Regions from separate parts of the Pan troglodytes genome. Here region 1 is linked to region 2. The links are chromatin contacts, called in public HiChIP or PLAC-seq maps. All regions are on one chromosome and are shown on one strand. Each heading gives the region's core, a stretch centred on a gene start, on an enhancer-like site or on the middle of the called end of the contact. The rest is flanking DNA. Distances are from core to core; before and after follow the strand shown. Region 1 holds the start of CEP63 (centrosomal protein 63). Region 2 holds the start of LOC100611124.

Evidence for each region. HiChIP or PLAC-seq counts read pairs in DNA pulled down with a chosen protein or histone mark.
Region 1: a contact with region 2 is called in an H3K4me3 HiChIP or PLAC-seq map of stem cell-derived excitatory neurons, with 7 times the contacts expected there. The contact joins the promoter of CEP63 here to the promoter of LOC100611124 in region 2. A contact is called at or near these places in 1 of 7 Hi-C or Micro-C datasets (stem cell-derived neural progenitor cells) and 1 of 1 datasets of contacts at active chromatin or transcription factors (stem cell-derived excitatory neurons).

The regions. Positions count from the first base shown.
Region 1 is chr2:137,725,846-137,730,530 of NHGRI_mPanTro3-v2.0_pri, forward strand. It overlaps CEP63 (centrosomal protein 63), which reads left to right and starts at 1,503. Exons shown (of 14, transcript XR_008547113.2): 1 at 1,503-1,685. ANAPC13 (anaphase promoting complex subunit 13) reads right to left here and starts at 2,324. Exons shown (of 3, transcript XM_016941990.4): 1 at 2,235-2,324.
Region 2 is chr2:137,167,602-137,172,325 of NHGRI_mPanTro3-v2.0_pri, forward strand. LOC100611124 reads right to left here and starts at 1,409. Exons shown (of 2, transcript XM_063806245.1): 1 at 1,177-1,409; 2 at 729-1,175. The coding sequence starts at 1,317. The coding sequence ends at 819.

The DNA of each region.
Region 1 (4,685 bases), core at 253-2,752, 560 kb after region 2:
TCCGTCTCGGAAAAAAAAAACCAAAAAAACCCAAAAAGGCTCACAGCTGTCCCCCATAGGATAACTGCAAGATATCCCTAACACCTTGGCAAAAATTATACACAGATTGGTGTGGGAAAGGGTTTTTACCCCCATGACAAGGATCTGGGCAAAAGTTAAGCAAAATGCGCCCTGCTATTTCTGTCACCGGTGAGCCAGGTGAGGGCTTAATTAATCCAGTACTCAATAATTAACCGAGTACTACCCAGTGGATAACTCAAAGCAAGACGAAGTTTTGGTTATACTTTTGAAGTCCCTGTCTTACAAGTGCTCCCCACTTTCCTGCTGCTACTCCTTTGTCCTTGCTGCTCTGTCTCCTGGGATACCCTTCTCACTTTCCTCAGCTGATCCAAACCTGACTTTCGGAGGCCCACGTAGATTTTCCACCTTTGTAAAGTTTTCTCAAATCACTCGAGCTTCAGTAGGCCTTCTCTCCTTGAACTCTTGCTTCTTGTCCTAACTTAATCTACTAAACAAGCTAGGTCAGCTTTGTGGTCAATTGCTCAGGTATTATTGCCTCCAACTGTTACGTGTACATTTTGTACCCATGATTCCTTAGTAGAGCTTTCCACATTTGGTCTCAATCTTTTTCACCTGTCCCTTCTCCAAACACCTCCAACCCTGTCACATTTTCCAGCCTTGACAGTTAAAACCCCCTTTTCCACATCACTAATGCCACTCTTCCTTTCAAGATAAACGCAGGCGTCAGCTCTTGAAGGTCAACATCCCATTTCCGGGATTAGGCGCGAAGGTGCCTTCCCTCATAAGGGGCTGGAAGGATGGGAAGCATCAAGATAATCAATGCCCAGTGCACACTGATTATCTTGTGTATTAAAGCCACCGTCCCAAGTACTCGTCACCCAGTACGACCACTGTTTCCTGAACAAACTTTTCTTACTCACGTGACAGTCCCGATGCCTGCAATGCTCTTTGTTTCTTCCTTTTTATTCCAGTGAACCCACAGTCAGTCTAAAAATCTTAGGTCCCAGGTCGCTTCCTATAGGAGGCCGCCTCCAAACCCCAGGCTGAGCGCGGTCCTGGTACCCACCCCTCCAGGGGTCTCACAGTTCCCTAAGCACAGAGCATGGCACCAACTGGGGAGTCTGTCAAACAGCCCAGATGAATGTCTTTCCAAACACGCGGTGCCTGCGTTTCCCGGGACAGGGACACGTCTTATCAATTTCTATATATTATAGCTTCTATATATTATAGCTTTGTAAACATATATTTATAAAATCAAAGCGGGAAAGCCTTGTTCCTTGCTAGAAATGAGCCTCGCAGGCCACCACCATCCGCACCGTACGACAGGCCGCCCCTCAGCGGCGGCTTCCTGCCTGAGGCAGGATGTACCAAACGTGGAAGCGGAGACGGGGAGGTCTGGGGGTGGCACGCAAGTCCCTTTCCTCCCGACACGAGTGCAGTAAAGAAAAACGGTTATAAGCGTAAAGTGACAGCCTCGGCCGATGGGAATAGGGGGAAGTCCGACACTGAGCAACGAACGCATTCCCGCGCCTCCAAAACCTAGGCCGGGGGCGCTGGAAACCCTTACCGGCACCCGGCCACCGCGGCAGGCGCTTCCTCCTGCCACGCCCCCCCTCCCCCGCATCACGTGTCTGCACTCGCTTTCCTCGGATTCCCGGATGTGGGTGAGTTCATTTGCTCGCGTGCAGGGGAAGTCTGGAGAAGGCATTGTTTCAATTATTAAAAGTGTGGGGGCAGTGGGCGGAACAAACGCGCCGACTACAGCGGCTGGACGTAAGCTTAGCGGTGGCGCGCGTGCGCAGCGCCGGCCCGAGGTAACGGCGGGAAGGCTCAGGGGCGTGCTTGCGGCAACCCTGTAACCGCCTGTGCGCAAGTCGGAGGGGCAAGGGGCGGCCGTGTCCTGGTCTGGAGGCGGCCCAGGCTGCCTTGGTGACTCTGGCTTCGCAGCCTCATGGCTTGCGGCCGGTTTGCGCAACGGCCTGCGAACCACCAGGCGCGTCCGCGCCGGCTCGGGTCCGCCCCGGAGCCCAGTCCCTCGGCCTGGCCCGCTATGCCCTGCACACTGGCGGAGTCCGGCGTGGCGGAGTCCGGCGTGGCGCAGCCCGGCGTGGGGTTCGGCCCCGCCAGGTGGTCAGCCCTTCCTCGGAGTCCAGGTGGCTGGGGGCGCTTCGGAGAGTGGCCAGGTGGGCGAGCGAGCTGCGCCCAGTACTCACCTTCCCCGGCGGACCCACCTTCCTTTTCAGCGGAGAGACGCCAGTGCGGCCTCCCTGCCAGGGCTGCTGTCTAGCTAGCGCTGTTGGGACTACCTCATTCACGGCACAAGGGGACCCGCTCATTTAGTGTGGCATGTTAAGGTTGGCAGCTTTTAAAATAGTGAGTTGGTTTAAACGGTTATGTTAGTACAAGAGGTACGGAAATGTGGCATAAATCGTGGACTGAAATTGGAGAACCCTGAACTAACGGCTCCATGCACACAAATGAGGGATAGAAAGAAATAAGGACGGTTTCTTAGGAACACTTTAATCATGGAGATACTTGAAGACAGTACATTTAGGCTTATAATGTGGTTTTTCTTACGTCCCTTACGACATCAGGAGAGTAAAGATGAGTATGATGTCAGAGACAGGTCGTCTTTTACAGTTTCAGCACCGTACGCTGATATGCACAGAGTAGTTTTCCCTGAGCCTTATGTCCGGTTAAACTTATTAAAAGAATTTATTATTTTAATAAAGTAGTATTGTAGGGTAGATGCCCTGTATTTATACAGTTCCTCAAGTGCTTGCATTTATTTTTTAGATACGAGGAAATCATAAGGATCGTTGATTAGATTTCTGTTAGCTGTAGCTTAATGATAAAGTGTATATATTTTCTTATTTGGCATGCAGTACCATTTTTAGATTGATTTTTATTTCGAGTTTGCCTTTTGACTATGGCATTATCAGTGATCAGGGTAGTAAAAAGCTCTGAAACTAAATTAGAGTAGAGATTTATAAACAGGCACACTGCCTTTTAAAATGTATGTAGATGCAAATCTAAAAGTTGTTTGTAAAAATTGTGTATGTTGATTGTACTGATGCCATTTCCTCTCGTTAAAAGGTGGAAGACCTTTGCTTAGTCCTTTCTGTTCTAATTTATGTTGTGCTGGCAGATGGTGACAGCATCAGTAGTCCACTCTGTCATTGCTTCCTGCTTTCAAAAAATGTCAACTTGACTTGAAATTCAGCTAAAGCCAACATTGACATAAGGTTTCAGGAACTGAATCTCCGATCTTTATGTTATTTCAGTCCGCCTCCCCGCCCCCGTCAGGAGCTAGGTTTTTCAGTTTTACAGAGCCACGGTACTGTCATTACACATACACAAATTAATAAAAATTCTCTAATGTCAATATCCAGTCAGATTACGATTTCTTCAACTGTCTCTTAAATGTCTTTTTACAATTAGCTTGTTTGAACCAAAATCCCACAGGGATCTGCCTATTGTGTTTGGGTGATGCACATTTGACATCTTTTAATCTATATTTGTTCCCTCATAGCTATAGCTATGGGATTAGCCCCTATTTTTCCTTACAGTTCTAAATTTAGCAGATTGCATCGCACAGTATCCTTTAACGTGTATCTCTGTTGCCTCTATGTCCTGTAAACCAGGGGCCCCCAAACCCGGGGCCGCAGAGCAGTACCAGTCCGTGGCCTGTTAAGAACTAGGTTACAGAGCAGGAGGTGAGTGACAGGCTAGTGAGCATTACCTACCACCTGAGCTCTGCCTCCTGTCAGATCAGCCGTGAGGTTAGATTCTCCTAGGGGCACGAACCCTATTGTAAACTGCGCATGCAAGGAATCTAGGTTGCACACTTATGAGAATCTGACTAATGCCTGATGATCTGAGGTGGAATAGTTTCATCCTGAAACCATGCCCCTAACCCTGTCCATGTGTATTATTCATATTACTGAAGAAGTGGTTGGCCGGGCACGGTGACTCACGCCTGTAATCCCAGCACTTTGGGAGGCCGAGGTGGGCATGAGGTCAGGAGTTTCAGACCACTGTGGCCAACATAGTGAAACCCCGTCTCTACTGAAAATGCAATAAAATTAGCCGAGTGTGGTGGTGTGCGCCTGTAATCCCAGCTACTCGGGAGGCTGAGGCAGGAGAATCACGTGAATCCAGGAGGCGGAGGTTGCAGTGAGCTGAGATCACACCATTGCTCTCCAGACCAGGCAAGAGTGCGAGACTCGGTCTCAAAAAACAAAAAAAAGTGGTTTGGCCATTCCTCCCCCAAAACATTTCATATGAATTTTAACAAAAAGATATTCACAAAATGTGTTATTTCCGCCCTGTCGGTGTTGAGAAATTGTCTTCCATGAAACAGGTCCCTGGTGCCAAAAAGGTTGGGGACCACTGCTCTAAACCAGTAGTTAGGTGTAGAATTGCACTGTCTGGTATTGTAGCCACCAGCTAGCTGTGGCTAGTTAATTAAAGTGAAATAAAATTAAAAATTCAGTTCCTAGGCTGGGCGCGCTGGCTCACGCCTGTAATCCCAGCACTTTGGGAGGCTGAGGTGGGTGGATCACGAGGTCAGGAGTTCGAGACCAGCCTGACCAACATGGTGAAACCCTGTCTCTACTAAAAATAAAAAATTAGCCGGGCGTGGTGGCATGCGCCTGTAATCT
Region 2 (4,724 bases), core at 159-2,658:
GGCGCCGGTGGGCTCAGCTCCCGGGCCCTCCGAGTAGGGGGAGGCGTGCGTGCGTGCGGTGGGCGCGGGGAGCCCCGCAGGCCCGAGGGCGCCCCGGCGGGGAAGCGGGCTGTCCGAGGCGCGCTGAGCCGGGTGGTGGAGTCCCTCCCGGCTGGCTGTGGGGCCGCGGGGGCGTCCCGTGGGCGGGCTGGGCGTGGCGCCTCCGCGGGTGGCTTCCCCGGGCCGCGGCGGAGGGGCGGCGCCCCCTGGTGGCGGAATGCGACTCCAGGGCGCAAGGGGCCGCCCACCCCGCCTCGCCCACCCGGCGGGGGCCTCCGCGCCTTTTCTGAGAAAGCCAGAGGAAAGGAGCCGAGACCGCAGTCCCCTGGGCCCGTTTCCTCGTCTGTGGAATGGCATGATTATTGCATCTCACAGGGCTGTCGTGAAGATTCAAGGAGCAAATGTATGTAAAGCGCTTCGGATGTCTGGTACATTCTGAGCCTTCAACCCACCTGAGCTGTTGAAACTCTGGGATTCAAGCGATTCGGGTCAAAGAGGAACGGTGTGACACCTGCCTCTGTCCTTTCCGAGGTGGACTCAGGGATTGCATACGTCTCATCCAGAACCCCCAGTCTCTCTTTTGTAAGCTGGCGGTCATGAGATGTAATGAGGAAAAGGTTTAAACAAATGTTGGTCCCTATCTGGGACCTCTGAAGTCACTTTTAATGGATTTGGGGATTTTACAGATTTAAAAAGGGGTGCCTACTGTGGCCCATTTATAGACCTGTGGAGCGAAGAGGAGGAGATTAGTCACACTGGGGGCCGGAGTAGAAGCCGTTTTAAATTAGTTGCCCCGCTCTGCCTTGAGACTGAGACTTTCTGACTCTCAGTTTCACGCTTGGGTTCCAGCACCCAGATGAGAAGAGAGAGAAGGTGGAAGAGGAAGAGAGGGAGGGGATAGAGCAGCGGCCACCACCTCTCCCTGAGAGGGCGCAGAGTGGGTGGTTCCCCCCAGGTGAGCAAGGTGGGGGCCCCATGGGTGTGCTGGGTAGGGGTGGAGTGTGCTGGGAGCACGCGGGAGGACTGCGCCTCTGCTCCTCGGGGTGTGGCGCGGCCCACTCAGGAGCCCCTTCCAGTGTAGACTCCAGGAGGGTACTCTGAGCTAGGAATGCCTTCCTGAGCCTGGTTGGTGGGGGGCTCTAAGGCCATTCCTCCAGGCCCTGAGTGGGCAGAGAGACACGTGAGCACTAACCCAGGAGCCGGGACTAGGCTGAGCCCACTACTCACAGCCTGGGGTAAGCCAGCCTCAAGACCCTTCAGGATGGTCTCAGCCTGCATCCGACTGCCTCTCCTGCCTGACCACTGCGCTCCTTCACAGGCCTCTGGCCGGCGAGTTCTCAAGATGTGCAAAGGTTTCCTGCTTCCTTACCTTTGCACACCTTTGCTTATTCCTTTTGCCCAGAAAGTCTTTCCCAGCACATTTGACTCTCTTGAATTCCAGTCTCTCCCGCATGGCTAGGATCAAGCCCGTTCTCCCATCGCTCATCAAATGAACTCAGAGCATAGTACTTTGCCCTGTGTTAAGGTCTTGTCCTAGCTCTGGATTATATGTCCTTGAAGGGTAGGGACCATGTGTTTGTCACCACCTGTCCTTATACACATCAGGTAGTACATAAATCAAGGGAGGCGTGAGGGACAACTGGAAGGAGCCTCGTTTTCTCCATGTACAGGATGGGACTAGTCATAGTGGCCGCACAGGGCTGTGGGAACTCTGGTGCGATTCTGCCATGAGAGTCACCCCATCTCCTCCTTGCCTGCAGGGTCTCGCTCCATCGGCTGTCCTCTTGGACCCCGCAGCCTCCCCATCCTGTGGCCTTTTGCCCCAGGAAATCTCTCCCCTCTGAAGCCATCCTTTCCTTGACCCTGCATCTCTCTCAGCCACCACCCCATCTCTGCCTCCTCTGAGCAAAATCGTCTTTCCCACCTCCCCAGCCCTCTGCAGACTGCCTCGGCCTTGCCTGGGCATCATCCCCTCAGCTTCAGGGACCCACAATTGGTGCTTCCTCCATTGGGAAATCTTTCCAGACTGTGCTTCCCGACCCCGACAGCCCCGCAAAGCTGGTTTAAGTGTCCCGGTGAGCAACTGTGTCCACCTAGGTTCACTACCCACAGTAGAGCACAGTAGTGCTCAACCATATCTGCTCTTTTCTTCTCCTGAGCACACAGAATATTCTGTTCCGCTCTTGCGGCAGCTAGGCTGGGAGCAGAGTGAAGAGCGTTACTTTGGGACAAAGCATTGCTTAGCAGTGCAGGATCTTCCAGGACTTTCTTCCCCTGCCCCATCCATCATGGCAGCTTATAATGAAATGGAGGTACCTCAGGTTCCAAACAGTCTGAGTTACTGAGACACTGGTTGGGGGGGCTCTCAGGCCAATCCTCCAGGCCCTGAGCAGGCAGAGGGGCACTACTGAGCCACCGACCTGAGAGTCACCCAGATCACCACAGGTTCTGTGAGCGAGATATCATCTTTTGTTGTGTCAAGTGACTAAGATTCGAGAGGTCTGTTACCACAGCATAGCCAAGCCTTTCCCCACTGATTTACTGATTAAAGAAGTGTTTTAAATGGGTTAATGGCTTGGTAAACTGTAAAGATCTGTGCACATTTTAGTTATTATTATTGCTGTCAAGTTGTAGCAGGGCTGGAGACATGATGTGGCTGGGAGAGTGGAGGAATGGCCAGGGTATGCCATGGAGAAAAACTTCCACTCATTTATGATTTGCCAAGGGCTTTTCCAGGATCTGTTTCCATATTTAATCTCTGATGAAAGGTTATAATGAATCTGGTATCTGGTGCTACTGGCAGGAGATGGACCTTTCTTCCAGGTATTTACTTCCTGTGGTTGCGAAAGATAGGATGTATTTCTTCTGGATTTGCTGCAATATAATATTTTAGTATCAATTTGATACTGACTGGCTTCAGCCTCCAGCTTAACTGTATCTCTCCATCTTTGAGAGTGGTTGAATAAAATCACAATATGGCTTTGTTTCTTGAGCAAGAATCTGCTAAGCAGTCACCAGATGGAGCTGTTCCCTTGAAGGTCTGTGTGCAGGATTCTCAGGGCCTTTTCTTCTCAAAACCCTTCCCTCTTTGTCTCTTTTCTCCACAACTCTCTTTAACTCATGGTGCTATAGGGATAAATTGGCCCTGTTTAATGAATAGTTGTGATGTTGTTGCTAGTTGAATAGAAGGTAAGTAAATGAACTGTTACCTGGTTCTTTTGCCTTTGTTACCCACCTTAATGGCCCTCAAGAGATTCCCCCACTTCCCTCCCATGGGCCAGTGAATGTCAGTGGGAAAAGAGGGGCCTCCCCACCATTTTAGTCCATGCTGACTCTTCAGAATGACTCAGCTGGGGCAATTGGGCTGGACCAGAGAGAGGTGGACAGCCTGGTTTGAGTCTAGACCTGGCCAGCTATTATCTATGTGAAATTGGCCATAATGGTTGCTTCCTCAGGATCAGATTCCTCACCTTTACATGGGGCATCCATCATGGAGGATCACCCCAAAGGGCTTTGGGCCAAAGGATAATTGATAGAGATATGGTATTTAGTTATCACTGTATTTGCGCTTTTTCCAAGAAGGGTAAAAGAAGGATTGAATAAAAAAGGTTCCTGCACTCTTCCTTTTCTGGCTTTTTTGTTCAGCCCTTGAGGAGCTGGATTCTGTAGGGAGAGGGAGTGGTGCAGAGGAGTGGGCTTCCTAGGACTGGGGCCGGGAGAGGGCATAGCTGCGAGTGTGCACAGGGAGGTGGGCCTAACCCTGGGGTCTCGGCTTTGTAGGGTTTCCAGGCTCAGGTGAGAAGCAGGGCCATTAAACAGCCTCAAATGGGAAAGGGACCAAAGACCCACAATGGCACCCTTGAATGCGTAGGCATCCAAGGACCTTCAGATGGCTCTAGGAACCAGACCCAAGCATGGTTGATATTGAATTTCCAGCCAGACAGTAGGATAGGGGGTTTGAAATCAATAACTGATTTAAAGAAATAAGTGATTTTTTTCTTTTTGCACATCCAAGCTTGTGAAGTGAGAATGTCTCTCTCAGTACTGATAAGGGCCTCATATAAATGTGAGCTCTTGGATTGTTTTTCATGCCCATTGACTCTTAGTTGCAGCCATCCAAAAAATCAGATTCACAGGCTTCTCTTCACAGGCATCTCTTCACCTTGTTATCCTTCACTCACCTTTGAACATACCAAAGGCCTATCGAGCCTGTAAATTTCTCAGTGGCCTAAGCACAAATGGGCATACCCCAGGCTCTATTGCACTGACAGCCCACCTCACAGGATTTGGGAACCACCCACATCAATCTCATGAGGGGGCCATTAAAAGAGCCATTCCTGGGTCCCCGTTAGACCCACAGAAGTAGACGCTGGGGCTGGGTGGAGGGTGTTGGGAATTTGCATCCTCTGTGAGTGTCACACACTCAAGAAAGTTTGTTAAGCTTTGCTCTAGAAGTGAAATGAAAGTGACACTATTATATTCCCTGCTGACAGCTGAGAAGAAAGATTTTCTTGGGAGTAGTAGTACTGGTTGTGACCATGTGATCAATTTGATTATGATATTAATTCTGTTTTGTGCCATGGACGTAGCTGTTTGCGTCCAACTCTGCTTCTGGATATAAACCCAAGAGCAGTGATCTGGCCTTCTCAGAGCCCAGCAGAACTTCACTGAAGGAATAAGCAGTG